2 separate regions of the Siniperca chuatsi genome follow, and region 2 is linked to region 1. The links are chromatin contacts, called in public Hi-C maps. All regions are on one chromosome and are shown on one strand. The core of a region is the stretch at or near the end of the contact, and the rest is flanking DNA. Distances in the headings are between cores, read along the strand shown. Region 1 overlaps LOC122878113 (a long non-coding RNA gene). Region 2 holds the start of arrdc2 (arrestin domain-containing protein 2).

The links. Hi-C and Micro-C count contacts between places; a contact is called where the count stands out from the background.
Region 2: a contact with region 1 is called in a Hi-C map of liver, with 2.6 times the contacts expected there. The contact joins the promoter of arrdc2 here to the enhancer-like site in region 1. A contact is called at or near these places in 3 of 3 Hi-C or Micro-C datasets (liver, skeletal muscle and an unstated tissue).

What each region holds. Positions count from the first base shown.
Region 1 is chrLG6:10,588,007-10,595,316 of ASM2008510v1, reverse strand. It overlaps LOC122878113 (a long non-coding RNA gene), which reads right to left. Exons shown (of 2, transcript XR_006378411.1): 2 at 166-3,629. Among protein-coding and RNA genes, the nearest start is that of LOC122878113, 6.3 kb to the right of the region's middle. Within about 2 kb of position 3,291, the one cell type or tissue checked has an H3K27ac peak away from gene starts, as active enhancers do. A contact at or near this core is called in liver, where this site is marked.
Region 2 is chrLG6:10,635,006-10,642,315 of ASM2008510v1, reverse strand. It overlaps arrdc2 (arrestin domain-containing protein 2), which reads left to right and starts at 3,615. Exons shown (of 8, transcript XM_044200455.1): 1 at 3,615-3,752; 2 at 4,612-4,866. The coding sequence starts at 4,614. It overlaps si:dkey-13m1.5, which reads left to right. Exons shown (of 8, transcript XM_044200447.1): 5 at 1-76; 6 at 299-488; 7 at 564-649; 8 at 863-1,124. The coding sequence ends at 991.

The DNA.
Region 1 (7,310 bases), core at 2,042-4,541:
GCATAATACAGAAGGCTTGAGGCCTAAATGTTTCTGGTGACTTTGTCCCTCTTTGCTAATAAAAAATGTCAACAGTATTTGGAGCCTTTGGATCAGTTTAGTGAGTGTGGACCTGTTTTCTACTTTTGTGTTAAGTCAAAAAAAACACACAAAGTGAGTCAGCTCTTGAAAATTAAATTTTCACTTTTTATTATAGTAATGACCAAGCTGGAAATCATCCTCTGCATTTAAACAATCCTAATTATTTAGTAGCAGTGGGCGGCCGTAGGGCAGTTTCTCAGGACCCATTTGAGACCAGTTACTTGGCAGGCAATAGCAACAGCAATCCCAGATACTCAACATGCATGTCTTTTGGTAAATATGATGAGACACAAACATGAGAACATGAAATCTCTACAGAGAAAAGAGCAGGGTTGAGATTTGAGTTACGAGGCGACACAGGTAACCCCTGGGCCACTGTGCAAAAATAATCAAAATCCCTGTGATTCAGTGCTATAAACAGATAAAGCCATGCTACAAAAGATTGGCAGCCTCTGTCTCACACCAGTGGAACCATATTTCCTACAAACTTTGTTTGCGAGAGGTGGAATCCAGGTGAGGGGGCAGATAGTTTGTTATTCGCTTTGCAGAGGGGAAACTCTAGGACGTCCAGGAACTGTGTGAGAGGTCGCAGCCAAGAGGTTGACTGGTCAACATGACTAACTCTGTAGCCTCTATTTGTCTGAACGGCTTCTGTTCCAACATGCTCTATATATGTATCCATTCTATAAAAAGCCGATAGCTGGAATTTATTATAATAATAGTGCAATTCATTGTCCGCTATGGTGAAGTTCTGTTATATGAGTACATTTTAATTTTTTCCAGCTTCCAGGAAAGTTCCAGGATGTCTCGATTTAAAGTTAAACTAATTAAACATTACATTCAGGCCATTACCTCTGATTTGTAGTTGTGCCAAGTTGCCGAGTTTTTGAACTCAGTATAAGCATAACAAAGTCACATGTATGTTACTACAGGATTGTAACACAAATCTCATTTTTCATGGCATCACTGTGTGAAATTAGGATTCAGGATTTTTTTGATACCCTAACAGCCACACTTAGATGGTTGTCACGATTGGAGAAAATCCACTCTATAGAGTACATTTTTCAGTCATTAAGTGTTGATTTTTCAGTGACAGTTATACACAGATAAGTTTATATGACTCTGGGGCGATTGGTTAAATCTGAAACTGTTAATCAAGCTAAATGATTGTGCACCCAGAGAAATAAGAACAATGTCAACTTTCAACACACTGATTTCCCTATGTGACCTTTTGAACTGAGTAAAACTTGTATTGCAAGTTCTCTCAACCTACCTCCTGCCTGTGTGTTTTATGCAGGTGGAGATAAAATCAGCTTCACATGCACCCATGCCGCTGCCAGATGCACACTCCAAAACACACGAACCTAATGTGATGCACATTGCGCATGATGAGAGGAGAAAAGCGTTCCCTGAGTTTCCTGTGTTCCTCGGTTCTGAGCATGTGACTCATCAACTACTGTGGAACACCCCTCTCCCCCTGCTGTCTCTATGCTGTATATAGACTTGAACTGTGAATGAAAACATGCTGACTTCTGCCTTTTGTTTGTTTTCTGCACTTTACTGATCTTTGTGATTTGTATGGGTATGTGTGACTTTTTTTCTGCATGACACAAATAGATGTGTGTGTGAGAGAAAAATAGCAGTCAGGAAAATGTTGATTTACTATTGGAGTTACAGATACTAATGAATCAGATATCATTTGTTTCTATTTACATTTATTAGGCTAAAGTTTTGCCAAAAAAGCAGTCCTGCTAAAAATTGCATTATTGGGTTAATATGTGGTTGCAGGGACAACAAAATATAGGGAGAGGGAATGGAAATTTACACAAACACCCCTGAAATTCATTTGTCATTGTTTATCTACCCTTGCATCAGAACACTGGCTCTACCAACTTAGGTCATAGCAGTAGAAGTGCCTAGTCATACCAGAAAGCAGCACAACAAAATTCAGTCACGCTGGAACCTTGATGGCATAGTGACCGTTCTCTCCTTTTCAATTAATTGATTTCAGTCAGAAATTAAAATCTTATAAACCAACCCTTCAATCCTGTGTAAATACATAGCAAAAATGAATGTCGATAGCAGCCACCTGATTCACTCTGTGATGCTGGGAATTAAATAAATTAAGTTCAAAAGAGTTTGTAAAACCGGATTAAAAATTAATTTTTATTACGCCAATATCGTGTACTGAAGATGTACTTGTTGAACTTAATCCTCGCTTGTGCAAATACCTAAAAAGTGCATGCTGTGTATTTTTACAGTGTGAGAGCATCTGTGCTAATTTGAGGAAGTTTTCTCACATTTTCCCTTATAAACTCCAGAAAGGGAGTCAAGCTAAAAGTGTCCTTGAACGAGTGGGAACTTAATGGGAAGTTGGCTCACTAAAATACCTCACAGCTCCCCAACAACAGGAAAAGGCCTTGTAAACTTGGACCACTCTGGCTAAACTTTGTGTTTGCTCTCAGAGAAACACATTCTCGCACTGTGACTTAAATCAATCTTATTGCACCACCACCAACAACAACACCAACCCCACTAAAGATTGGGAAAGTTCTTTAACAGGAAAGAAAACCTAACTCTGTATTTGTGTGACAATGTTTAACTGTTTGAAGAGATCATCTTCTTGTCTAAACACAGAGAAAGAGATCAGATTTTCTCATCCTGTTTCAAAGGCCTGGTCATAAACAGTTTTACATACTATGTTCTGCCACTGTATATATGCAGCTATAAGATAGTTAGAGCCAGGGGACAGAGGAGGACGTGTGTGTGTGTATGTATGTGTTTGTGTGAGACTATGGTTGTTTTTCTCTCTTTGTGGGTACCAGTTTGAGTTTTAGACCTCCAGAGTGAGAGCATTTTTGTGAACTGATGTTGTTTTGGACAGTCTTTACTTCTACAAAAGGGAATTATAGTATGAAGACTTGGGTCTTCAAGTGGTTTAAGAGATTAGAAATGGGAGTAGAAGACTAAATCTAGGAGTAAGACTGGAATTATGATGTTTACATTAGGCATAAAGTGTTGAATCTTTCTTTAAATGCTGTATATACCATGTATGAATGAAAATCATCAATCTAAGCAGCTGCAATTAAATAATCCAACTTCTAATCAAAAACTTGAATGGTCTTTAGGCAAAAATGCACTGTAGTCCATCCTAGGTCAGAGAATGATGTTAAGTTGAGGGTCAGATATGACAGAGTGAATACAGACAATGGCAGGCCCGTCATAAGTACACTAATCTTGATGTGTGTGTGTGTGTGTGTGCACATATGGGAGGAAGAAGTAGGAGGAAGAGGGAGGCGGGGTTGATGTAGCTCCCAGCACTGGCTCACGCCGGTTTGCGCTGCTTCTCACTGGCCCAGTCTCACAGCAAGGTTGCGAGGTTAGCAGACAGGCGGATGGATTTGGGGTGGGCAGGCGGGTTAGAGAGGGGGGTCATTTAGCGCCTCGTCTGCCCTTTGCAGCACTGAGGGCCTTAGCTGGGGGCACCCGCTGGCATGCTCGGCAGATATCTGCATGTGGAGAATGCATGCAGTGGCCATCACCCCTCCCTGTGTGAAGAATCGAGGCTAAGGTTATCAGGCGTGTCATATGGATACTGGTTTATGCATCACACTATAGACACATACATGTACACAGACACACACGCACACACATATGCAACACAGGCATATAAAGACAGTTCTCATGTTTAAAAACACACATGCACTGCATGATTATTGTCACCATGTGGTAATTTTTAAAGGACTTCCCTTTACGTTTAGATTTAAACTAAATTTACACAACACAGAAGAAGATCTGAAAGTTAAATGATTGTGACTTCTGATGAGTCAAGATCAGTAACAGCAAAACTATTACGACATCAAGCAACACATACTGCATAGATGAGACAAATAAAACTATCCTGATCCCTGTTTTTGGCACAAATTTAACCTCAAAAATTACCCAACTTACTCCATTATAGACCTTTTCGCAAGTACTGTATATAAGAGTGTATAACAGATGTATGTAATCGATAATCAATAGAATAAGACAGTGATTATTTACAGAGAAGCTCAACATATGCAATGTTTATTTTTCATGTGTGCATGTGCACTTGTTGCAGTGAGTTGAACTGACTGAGAGATGTGTCACTTGCATAGCTGTTTAACTCAACAGCAGCAGAGTTACTGCTGTGTTTGGTCACTTTTAGAGGAAAGAAGCACAGCTGAGCTTTATTAGAGCCGGGCAGAGTGTGTTTGTTCACACTGTTCTTTGGGACTGCAGGAGAATCCTGTGTATATCCAATAGTTTGTTTGGTTTAATTAATGCCTGGAGCGTTTAATTCTTCTGTTCATTTGTTTGTTAGAAAAAGGATATTTGAACTCTGGTGACACCACATAACAGCATAGAGATGCCTGAAAATGTCACTGACCAATGAATGGTAAACACTCATGCTCATATTAACCTATTTTTTCAAGGGTTCTTCCCAGAGAGGAAAACCTTGGATGTCCATTGTGCTGAGTTTAAGTTACAGCATTTGTTTTGACTCCCTCTTCCTGCCTAAATTTCTGTCTCTGTCTTGGCAGGACAATTGGTTTTCTGTCCAACAAACAGGCTGCTTGTGAGTTCTGAAGGCTTTAGTTTACAAGCTCTGGTTCACTTGTAATTGTGCAGCTTAAACAAGCCAAAAACAAAAATGCAACAAAGAGATTCGCATTATGGTTCTGGTTGACAAAAACCAGGTGCAGGAGGTGTCACACCTTAAGGCTCCATTAAAATACAAACATAACATCTGTAATCTGATTGTAAGTGAGTGGCCTTATCAGTCTTTGGGAACAGAGGTCAGAGGTTCAACTTTAAAGGTTGGTGACTCTTTCTGTTATTATAATTTTTGAAATTTGCCACGTAAAATGAATATTTTGCTAGACTTATCTTGTTGTTAAAAAAGTCCCTTGGTAGTGAATTTACAGGGTATTTACATATTCTGCAGGCCTTCTTCCTGTCACTTTCAATACATATATCTGTATAGCCATTCACTGTAAAGAGAAGGGCCATGTCTTCAGCAAGTTGTTTAAGGAATCAATAAAATGCAGCTGGAGAGTTATGCAATGGAAAAACTAAGTAGTACTGCCTCGCCTCTGTCCAGGTGGAACTGATTTTCAGCTGTGGCAGATGGAGAAATTTTGCCCAAGTATGCTTTACTTGGATTATAACGCATGTTTTTCCAGTCACTGAGGTGGTGAGGATTTGGATTTGGAGAGGAGACATATTTATCCACTGAGGGAGAGAGTTCATTGTACTGTAAGCATCATGGTGAGTTTGGGGTTTTGAACTACCAACTTGCAAACTTGCTTCTCAAGCTTAGTCTGACTCATAGCCTATTACAAGTGCTATGTGACACATTTGGAATTCAATTAATCTTAACCACATACATTTTGAAACACTTGTAGTATTACCATGAACAAAAAAGACCACCACTGAGGAACTTAACAGCCTCAAGAGCCCTCAACCAAAGGGTGCTGTACTTTCTGCAGGTTTACAGAGTTTTAGGTGATCGCAAATAGTGGAAGGAGTGTATGTGTTCGTCCTATAAAGGAGGAAAATTAGGGACAGAGAATAATGGGGCCAGGGGCGTAGCACTGGGGGGACAAAGGGGACTGTGAGGAGGGCCCACAAAGATACTAAAATGAATAGCCGTGGATGCGGGAAGGGGCCCATAGAGAATGCCTAGGGTCCAGAATTTTGTGCTCAGCCCCTGAATGGGTCTTTTGGGAAATGTGGTTAGCAATACTGTTGGTGTGAGGTAGAGGTGACCAGTGAGGTTTAGTTTCTTTATTAAAATTATAACAAGGTAAATTATAACAAGGTATCATAAGGTACAGAATTTGTTTCTAATGCTTTAGATAGCACCTTTATGTTTTGTGAATGAAATGTACACACTGGACTTCTTTGCCAGAAGCATTTAGGAAGAGAGTTCTGCGGTTTTGTCAGTGACAGTAAAAAGATGATCTCACTTCATTTAGGACAGCAGCTCTGCTCCAGCAGTATACAGCTGCCTTTGGTCATGCATTATAAAATCTGTGAGTCAGCACAGAACAGTCACTATCTCACACTGCAGTGGATTGATGACTACCCTGCATGTAGTGAGGCTCCTGGCAGGAGGAGTTATGGGGTGAGGTCAGAGGTCAGGAGTCTGACCTCCAGCACTGCCTCCTCCACGGCTTCAGACATGCAATGAAGGCATTCACCCTGCTGGGCTGGAGACCCACAAACAGGATCTAGCTGGGGCCCCTTGTCACGTTTAAGACCCAAAGAGGTATAATTATCCAATATTCCCCCAAAAAAGCAAAGATTAGAGAAAAGTTAAAATATATATATATTTTATTTTATTATTTTATTTTTTTTTACTTTTCTACACAAATTTTCTACACAAGTTTGCTACACAAATTTATATATATAATTATAAATTTGTGTGGCAAACTCTACTACTCGACTCTTTGAAGGGGACTCAACTCCCTAGGTTGAGAACCACTGGACTAAACTACCTAACTGTATATAAAGTAGTTCAAACTAGCTCCACCTAAACCAGCTACAACAGTAAAATGCTTATGCATTGACACATCTGTATTAACAATCTAATAGTGTCACATATGATAGTTAGTCCGTCACAGAGGCCATTTTTGCATAATGAGTACTTTTACTTTTGATAAATTAAGTATATTTGCTGACAATACTTCTGTACTTTTACTTAAGTAAGATTTCAAATGGAGGACTTTTACATGTAATGGAGTATTTTTATAGACTTGACTTAGACTTATTTTTTTAGTGTTGTATTGTTACTTAAGTAAAGGATCTGAATGCTTCTTCCACCTTCTCTATTGTCAATTGTTGTCACACAATAATAATTCATGCTACAACCAGTAAAAAACAACAACAATTCTGCGTTTTTGCTAGACCTCTTTTCAGGGAAGAATTGCCTCTGAAGCATCACAGGACACTGTAACTTTTTTTCAGCCTTTGAAAGAGGAATTTCATCACAAAGCAGATTATTTGAATGTGAATGAAAGGACTGACATGAAAAGTAATTAATACCTCCATCATATCTGAAATGGGCAACACTGGCTAATATAAGGCTATTATTTATCTAAAAAATAATCAAACTTGTTTACAGCATCTGTCTAACCCCAACCCCTAAAATGGGAACTGAAGCAGACTGTTGTGAATTGGCTGTGGTGCACAGTGATTCCATG
Region 2 (7,310 bases), core at 2,366-4,865, 47 kb before region 1:
ACCCAAGGGTGACACTGACATGAGGCGCAACAAAGACAGGATGTCTACGACCACCAACAGAATCTCCTTCTCTGATGTGAGATAACAGACCTTATACTTAGTTAATTGTTTTTGTATTTATAATATTACTTCTACATAATGTTGCATAAATCATAAAAGAGACCATTTTCCACTTTAGGTTAATTTCTGACCTTTGCACACATGTTCCTATAGACTTTGGAGTTGGTTTGGATGGAGTTTGTTATGTTAAAAGATCCTACAATGTCATATTTCATGCTGACTATGTTCCTCCCTGTAGCTAAACCACACAGAGTGTCCAGTGCATGTGCCCGGGCCTGACCTGATGACCAAAAGCCATGTACAGTTCAGCCCACCCTACCTGTCAGGCCTGTACTATACAACCACGACCAAAGAACACTACAGCAAACAGGACAGAGAGCGAGCTAGACCAGTCATCCAGCTGCCAAGCAACATACTGAGTGGACCAGGTGATGGTTTGGTCATGTTTGTGTGTTTAAAGGGGGGTGCATGTAGATATTAAATGTGTTAAATCTGCTTGGCAGAACATGGGCTGAGCCTCAGCACCACCAAGTCTGATTACCTCCCTTTGAAGACCTGCAGACAGATACCTTGTCTGTCACAGCAGAGGGTGAGAGATCATTAACTTAAATTAAAAAAATGGCCTACTTACCTGTATAATTTATTGGCAACTGTAGTAGCAGCAGTAGTTGTTGTCATAGTAGCAGCAAATAATAATATGGTAATAGCATTGTCTGACTCTCTTTCTTTTAATCAAATAGACCAGCAGCAAATAATAATATGGTAATAGCATTGTCTGACTCTCTTTCTTTTAATCAAATAGACCAACATCAGGTTTCCACTGGACCATCAGCACTTCAGCACCACCCACAGTGAAGACTACACCGCCAAACCTTTTATCTTGCAGCGTCCTGGCTGCAGCCAGTTATTCTCTCATTTTGTCATCAAGTGACTGAGAAACACAATTTGGTCACTTACTCTTGTGTTCTTGCCCAGCTCCTGATAAAAGATATAGTCAAATCAAGAGCCAAGAATAGTTTTGCTGAAATGTTTACAGATATGTTTCAAATATACAGTATATTCCACATATTTGTCATGTGATTTTGTAGTTTGTGTTTCTCAAGATGCTGCTGAGATTTGTCAATTAGTATTAATAATAGTAAACTCAGAATTGCACTTTTCAGAATGGGAACACGTACAATTGCTGTACAGACAGTAAAACATACAATATACAGCTTAACACTGAAGGTCAGACATAATTTAATACTTCAAAGATCAAGTTGTGCTCAAAAGGCAGCTGTTCTAAATTTTTAATTCAAATATATTGTCTCACCATAAAAGTTTCCAAATGATGCAAAGAAATCAGTCGTATTGGTGACATTTAGCTGTTGTAGGGCTTCTAGACCACCAAAATCAATTGAAAATGTTCCTTTGAAAAAGGGAGTAAAAGGGATATGAAAATGTGTGACTATCACTGGAATTAAAGAGGTTTCGAAAAGCACTAAGCCCAGCCTTAAAAAACGTTTTTAATAAGTGACTTAAATGAGACTGTGTTCACACAGTATTTTTTTTGTGTGTGTGTATAAACAACTCCTGGTTGAGTTAAATGTTTCATACATTTCCCAGAATTATTTTCAGCAACTCCAAGAAGAGAGGTGGGATGTTCTATTCCAGTGGTTCTCAATCTTTTTCTGTCACGTCCCCCTCCAGAAGCCAAAAAACGTTCATGCCTCCCCAGCAAAAGTGATTCATTTTTATCAATCGCTAACAAATACGGTGATTGAAGTAAACAAAAGATTCATGTTAGTAAGATAGCCTTGCTAGCATCAGAGTGCTTTTGTTTGTTTATGTCACCACATGATTCATATATTCATGAAACTTTAGGTCCACCCAACATCCACGCCCACCCTGCAGTGGCTCTGTGCCCCCCAGCTATTCTATACATGCAGAACCTTAACCCAGATCTTGAGCTCATTAGAACTGGCAGTTCCTTTAAATTTGGAGCATGCATCCAACTAAAACCACTCTGTCACATCATCCTTCGGTGTTGTGTGTTTCAATGAACTGCATAAGAATGCTCATAATCTTACTGGGATGGTAAATAAATATAGATCAGTACAGGGCCCATCAGAGTGTGAAATGTTGAAGCAGTGTGCAAGTGCAGCTTTAGCAGTTAGGTGGCTTAAACATGAACCTTAACCTTGCCTGTCATATTTAGACCAGGGAGGGAAGCAGCCTTGGGCTTAACTGTCCTACTTCCACCCTGTTTACACTGTCAACGCTAGCTGCTAAGTGGAAGGTTAGCAGAAAGATTCTCTTCCCCTCCTTCAAGCATGAGTGACCACAAAACTCTGTAAAAACAATCTATGTTGTAGCAATAACACAGCCTTGACCCTGCTGCAGGCTCCGCAGATGTAAATAAAATGAATGTGGAGTTCATCAACCTGGTGAAAAGGCAGCAGTTCAGGTATGGGCTGGAATGTTAGCTGGCCAACAAGCCCAGGTTCAGGTCCAAGGGGTACAGCTGCAAGAACATGATTTAATACTAAATTCAACTCCAGAATAAACTGTTTGATTTGCCCTGTCTGTTGTGCCAAGAGACATGCCAAATACAGTTCAATCTTAAGTCAGACATGTTCATTTAAGACCATGGAATGTATGGAACATTCATAAAAATGTACATGATAGCCTTTTTGTGCACCTGGTCATTTAAAAACAATCTACATTAATGAGTGAGCAGCTCCTGCTCAAGGGCACGCCTCTGGATCACACCTATGACTTTGCTTATTTGAATGATACTGTTTCAGTGATACTGAATGATACTGATTCTGTCCCAGCAGAATTATTAACTACAACAGCACTGTAGGATATTATAGTGATGCAATCTGATAAGAAATGCCACAAAGGGAGTTTAATGCTTACTGAATTCTGATTTAGATACCTGCTTCAGTCATGTCCCAAACTTAAGTTTAAGTAAACATGTGACATGAACTCTTTCAAATGCTTAGTCACATGACTCAAAAAACCCAAACAGAGAGGTGATTCAGAATTATCTCCTAAAATGTATTTTATATTACTTTTTTTCGATTTTCATTTTAGTCTAATTATTATTTTTTTCCCCCACGTTTTTTTGTTGTGAAATACTGTTTTTACACGATTCAAGTATGTCGTCATACTTTTTGTATGTATATTTATAAGAAAGAAAGGTGATTTAATAGGTATTGACCATTTTTAATTGAAAAAAACACACTGCCTTCAAAATAAAAGCCTAAGTTAAACAGCAAAATTCGAGCCAACGGTCAAATTCAAATATTGTATCCGCCGTTGTATCGGTGATTTCGATAACATCCTTTCTCAATGGCTCACTTTTTTGAGACTCTGCTCACACACAGATCTACATGTAAACGATAAAAAAAACCCCGAAAGGGTGAAATACGGTACACACGGTTTACATTTGAAAGGAAAAGGCCGGAAAATCACCTTGTTATTCTGCGTCACTTGACGTTCTGTCAATCCACGCGATCCTCCTCCTCCGTGTTAAAGTGGGCGGCCGTTACTCGCATGCGCTTTTTATCATTGGTGTGAGACAGATAGTCGCTGTGTTTCTGGGCAGTTAAACCTGCCACCGTTTTTAAAGGCTGGACTCCCATTGAAGTTCGGCTTTTCTGTCGGTAACTTCGCCTTTGAGAGGACCGCGTTGCTACTGTCTGCCGGTGAGTTTAAGACTTTTAAACGTCCGCTCAACGTTCACTGCTGTATTTATAAAACGTAGTCCCGGTTCTCAATCCTGATTGGCTGAGACCCGTTCATAAAATTCAGGATAAACACGCACCGGCCGCATAACGGAAAATGAGAATATTTTAGACCGAAAATAATCACCGAGCACTGTTTTAACAGAACTACTACATGACAGTCAGGTGTTATATTGTTGACTGAAAGTAGAATTTCAGTTATTTGACCTATGTGTGTATGAGTTTGGTGCGCAGAACAAATATTCATACTACTCATACCGAATTTGTTTAATTATTAAAGTTAAACAAAAAAAGTTTAGTATACACTGTCATTCTTTATTAACCGCTTTAATTAGTTATGTTCAAGATCCAACCAACGAGAAAAATGGGACATTTTAACATAATATGTTATTAAACATTTCTAAAACGTGTCTAAAAACAGAAACTGACTACACAGCAGTAGCTGGGACCCTAATCAGAACCACCCAACCCCACCCTGAAAATAAGATCTCTAAAAGAAAATAGCAAAAATTACATTATGTTCTGTATAATGGAAAGTGCACATTTAAAAGCAGTTAAAAACTTTGCATAATATTATTTAAAAAGTGAATACAGGACTTCACATGTGTAATTTGTTTGTTATGGGGTCCCCTGGTGTCCACAGGAGCCCTAAAATCATTTATGCCTTCAGCTGGCTCTGGCTATTTGCAGTGTGGTTTTCACAGCACCTGAAAACTAATTCCACACATTCCTATACATCGTGGGTATTTGTTAGTGTTTAGCCCTCAACCTTTTTCAAATGGTGTGTTTTTATTTACTGTTTAACTGTCTTCACTCACAGGAATGACGTTGAGCTCCGTAAAGTCTTTCAAGCTGGAGCTGGATGGTCCGGCTGATGCAGCGTTCATCGGAGGGGAGGTGGTGTCTGGCCAGGTGGTGCTGGAGCTCCGGAGGGACACCAGAGTGCACTTCATGAAGGTGCAGGGAAGAGGGGTGGCCACAGCACACTGGCTGGAGAACCGTGGCATGAACTCTGTCTATAACGACTACACCTCCAAGATCACGTACTTCAGGAAGAGACAGCATCTGATTCGAGGTCAGTGGTGAAAGCTGCAGACGGTTAATATTCACTGAGTTTATTTATATTTATTGTGTTTATTTTTCAGACTGGCTGTAGAATAACCACAAGTAAAGCGCAGCTAAATTACAGCTGCAGCTGGTGAGGTGGCTTCTAACAAGTAACCGACTAGCAGAGTTTTTTTTTCCTATTTTAAATGTACAATTTGATTTGTTTTCATGGTTTTGTTGTTGAAATACACAATGATTCTGGATAATAAAATCTCCATATAATGTCTTCAAGTAAAATGTCATTCATTTTTCAACATAGACCTTGTTAGATATAGATTAGCAAAATAAATGCATTTTAATAATAGCGCTTGTCCAGTGAAGACAGCCAAACAGGACCGGTCAAAGAGTTCAGTTTTAATGCTCTAACTGAACTTACGGTAGTCCAAAGGTGACTAGAAGGAAACCGCTGACTATGGTTATTTGAAAATGCAGAACAGTTCCTTCACTTACAATTTTATATAATTTGTGCTGACCTTGTTGTAGTTTTTGTATTTTCTTTTGTCCCCTATTGTACCAGTATAATATTCTTGTAAGAAATCATCCATCATTTGAAGCTTTGCTGTGATATACATAGTAACTGTAATTCAGCATGTATTGCAACTGGTGAATGTAAAACTGCTGATTTGCTCGGTCATGTGCCAACTGGTAGCCTCTGTGTCTTGTAGTTGCTGCAGTTTGCAAAATTAAGCCACCTGGGCCAAATGTGTTGCATGGAAACCTGGGAGAGAAGTCGACACTGGCTCATCCAGATACATCTGCCAGATAACATAATCTTAACATTAAACACAAATCCATTAGTGCTGAGTTCAAATAAACACAACTACATTTACTCAGTGCTATGTTGTACAGGACATAATAAAGTATGAAATTCCCCCAGTGTGGAAGGCACCAGGCATCTTAAAATCAGAGAGGCAGAGAATATAGGACATAGTAGCTGAGTAAATGAACTGTAGACAGGTCAGTGTTTTATTGGATGCTCTGTAAACAGTATATTTGGTCTGACTCCCCAGTCTGGTCGGACAGGTATATAGGAATGGACTCCAGATACAGAGTCTCAGATAAGAGCTGAATGTGTGTTGTTGTTGCTTTAGCAGAAGATATTCAGCCGAAAAAGGTGCAGAGTAGTTGAATGTAGAATGTCATTTCCATTTTCATTTGCTGCTGCAACAGCTGCATCGTGTAAACACTGTGGTTAAAGGTGCACTAGGCAGGTGTGTTAATATGAAGCCTACATTTCAGACTGTGACTACAAAACACATCACCCATTAACTAAGATGCTGTACTAATGGGCTGCAACTAACAAATATTTCAATTATCGATTATCCATCAGTTGTTTTGTATCAATTTAGTATAAAATATTACAAATGTAATTTACCAGTTGCCATCAGTTACCAGAGCTGAAACTGTTTCAAACTGTTAATTTACTCAGACCAGCTGCAAACCCCTAATGATATGAGATGCAGGAAAGTAAGCAAAAAAATATTTTAAAAAATCTGTAAAAAGAAAATGTTTAGTGTTTTTACTCTGTGAATTACAAGCAGTTAACCGTTTATCAATATTATAATACATTTTATGTCAGAAATGACAAAAATCTAAATCAAAACTGAAATAAAAACAGGGAATTCTGGATCACCATCCAGCTGCATTCAAAAGCATTTCATTCAACAACAGGCCTGTTTCTTTTGCATCTCCTGTCCCTTTGAAATAAAGCATAGGGGAGGGCAATATTACATTATCTACACCATAAGATGATATCAATTTGTCATCCGTCAGAAATGTTGCTATAGCATTTATACCCTGGTATCTCTCCCTTTAAATATTTCTGGGTGTATTAGGCCATTGTGAGCAAAGTTGCCATCACTGTGATGAAGTACTTTAATTAGACAAAAACAGACATTTCTGTCTGGGTTATTTTATCCATTAACAATTTCTCAACTCCAGAACATGTATTATATATACAATATATAATCACATATACTGTGATAAAGGATTGTATCCATATCGCCCATCCCTAATAAAAGTATGACAAAATGATGTGAGATATATATATATATATATATATATATGAATAAAATTGACTAGACTAGATGTCACCACAAAGGATTTCTCAATAATTTCAGTTTTCTTTGTCTGGGAGCCACAATAATGCTGGTTTGCTTAATGTAGCTTTAACTACAGATGGCTACCAAATATTGTTTCTTTCCATATAGCCATTGAAAATGCCCAAATGTCCAAATGATAAGATATATTAAAGATCTTCTAAGATAAAGTCAAATAAAATCATGTAAAAAAAAAATGAAACAAATAGAGTATGAACAAATAGAAATATGCTTCTGATACAATGTTTTTACAGATTTTACATGAATGGAGATTAGAAATCACCAGTATTCTCTGTGCTTCTTCACCCCTCAC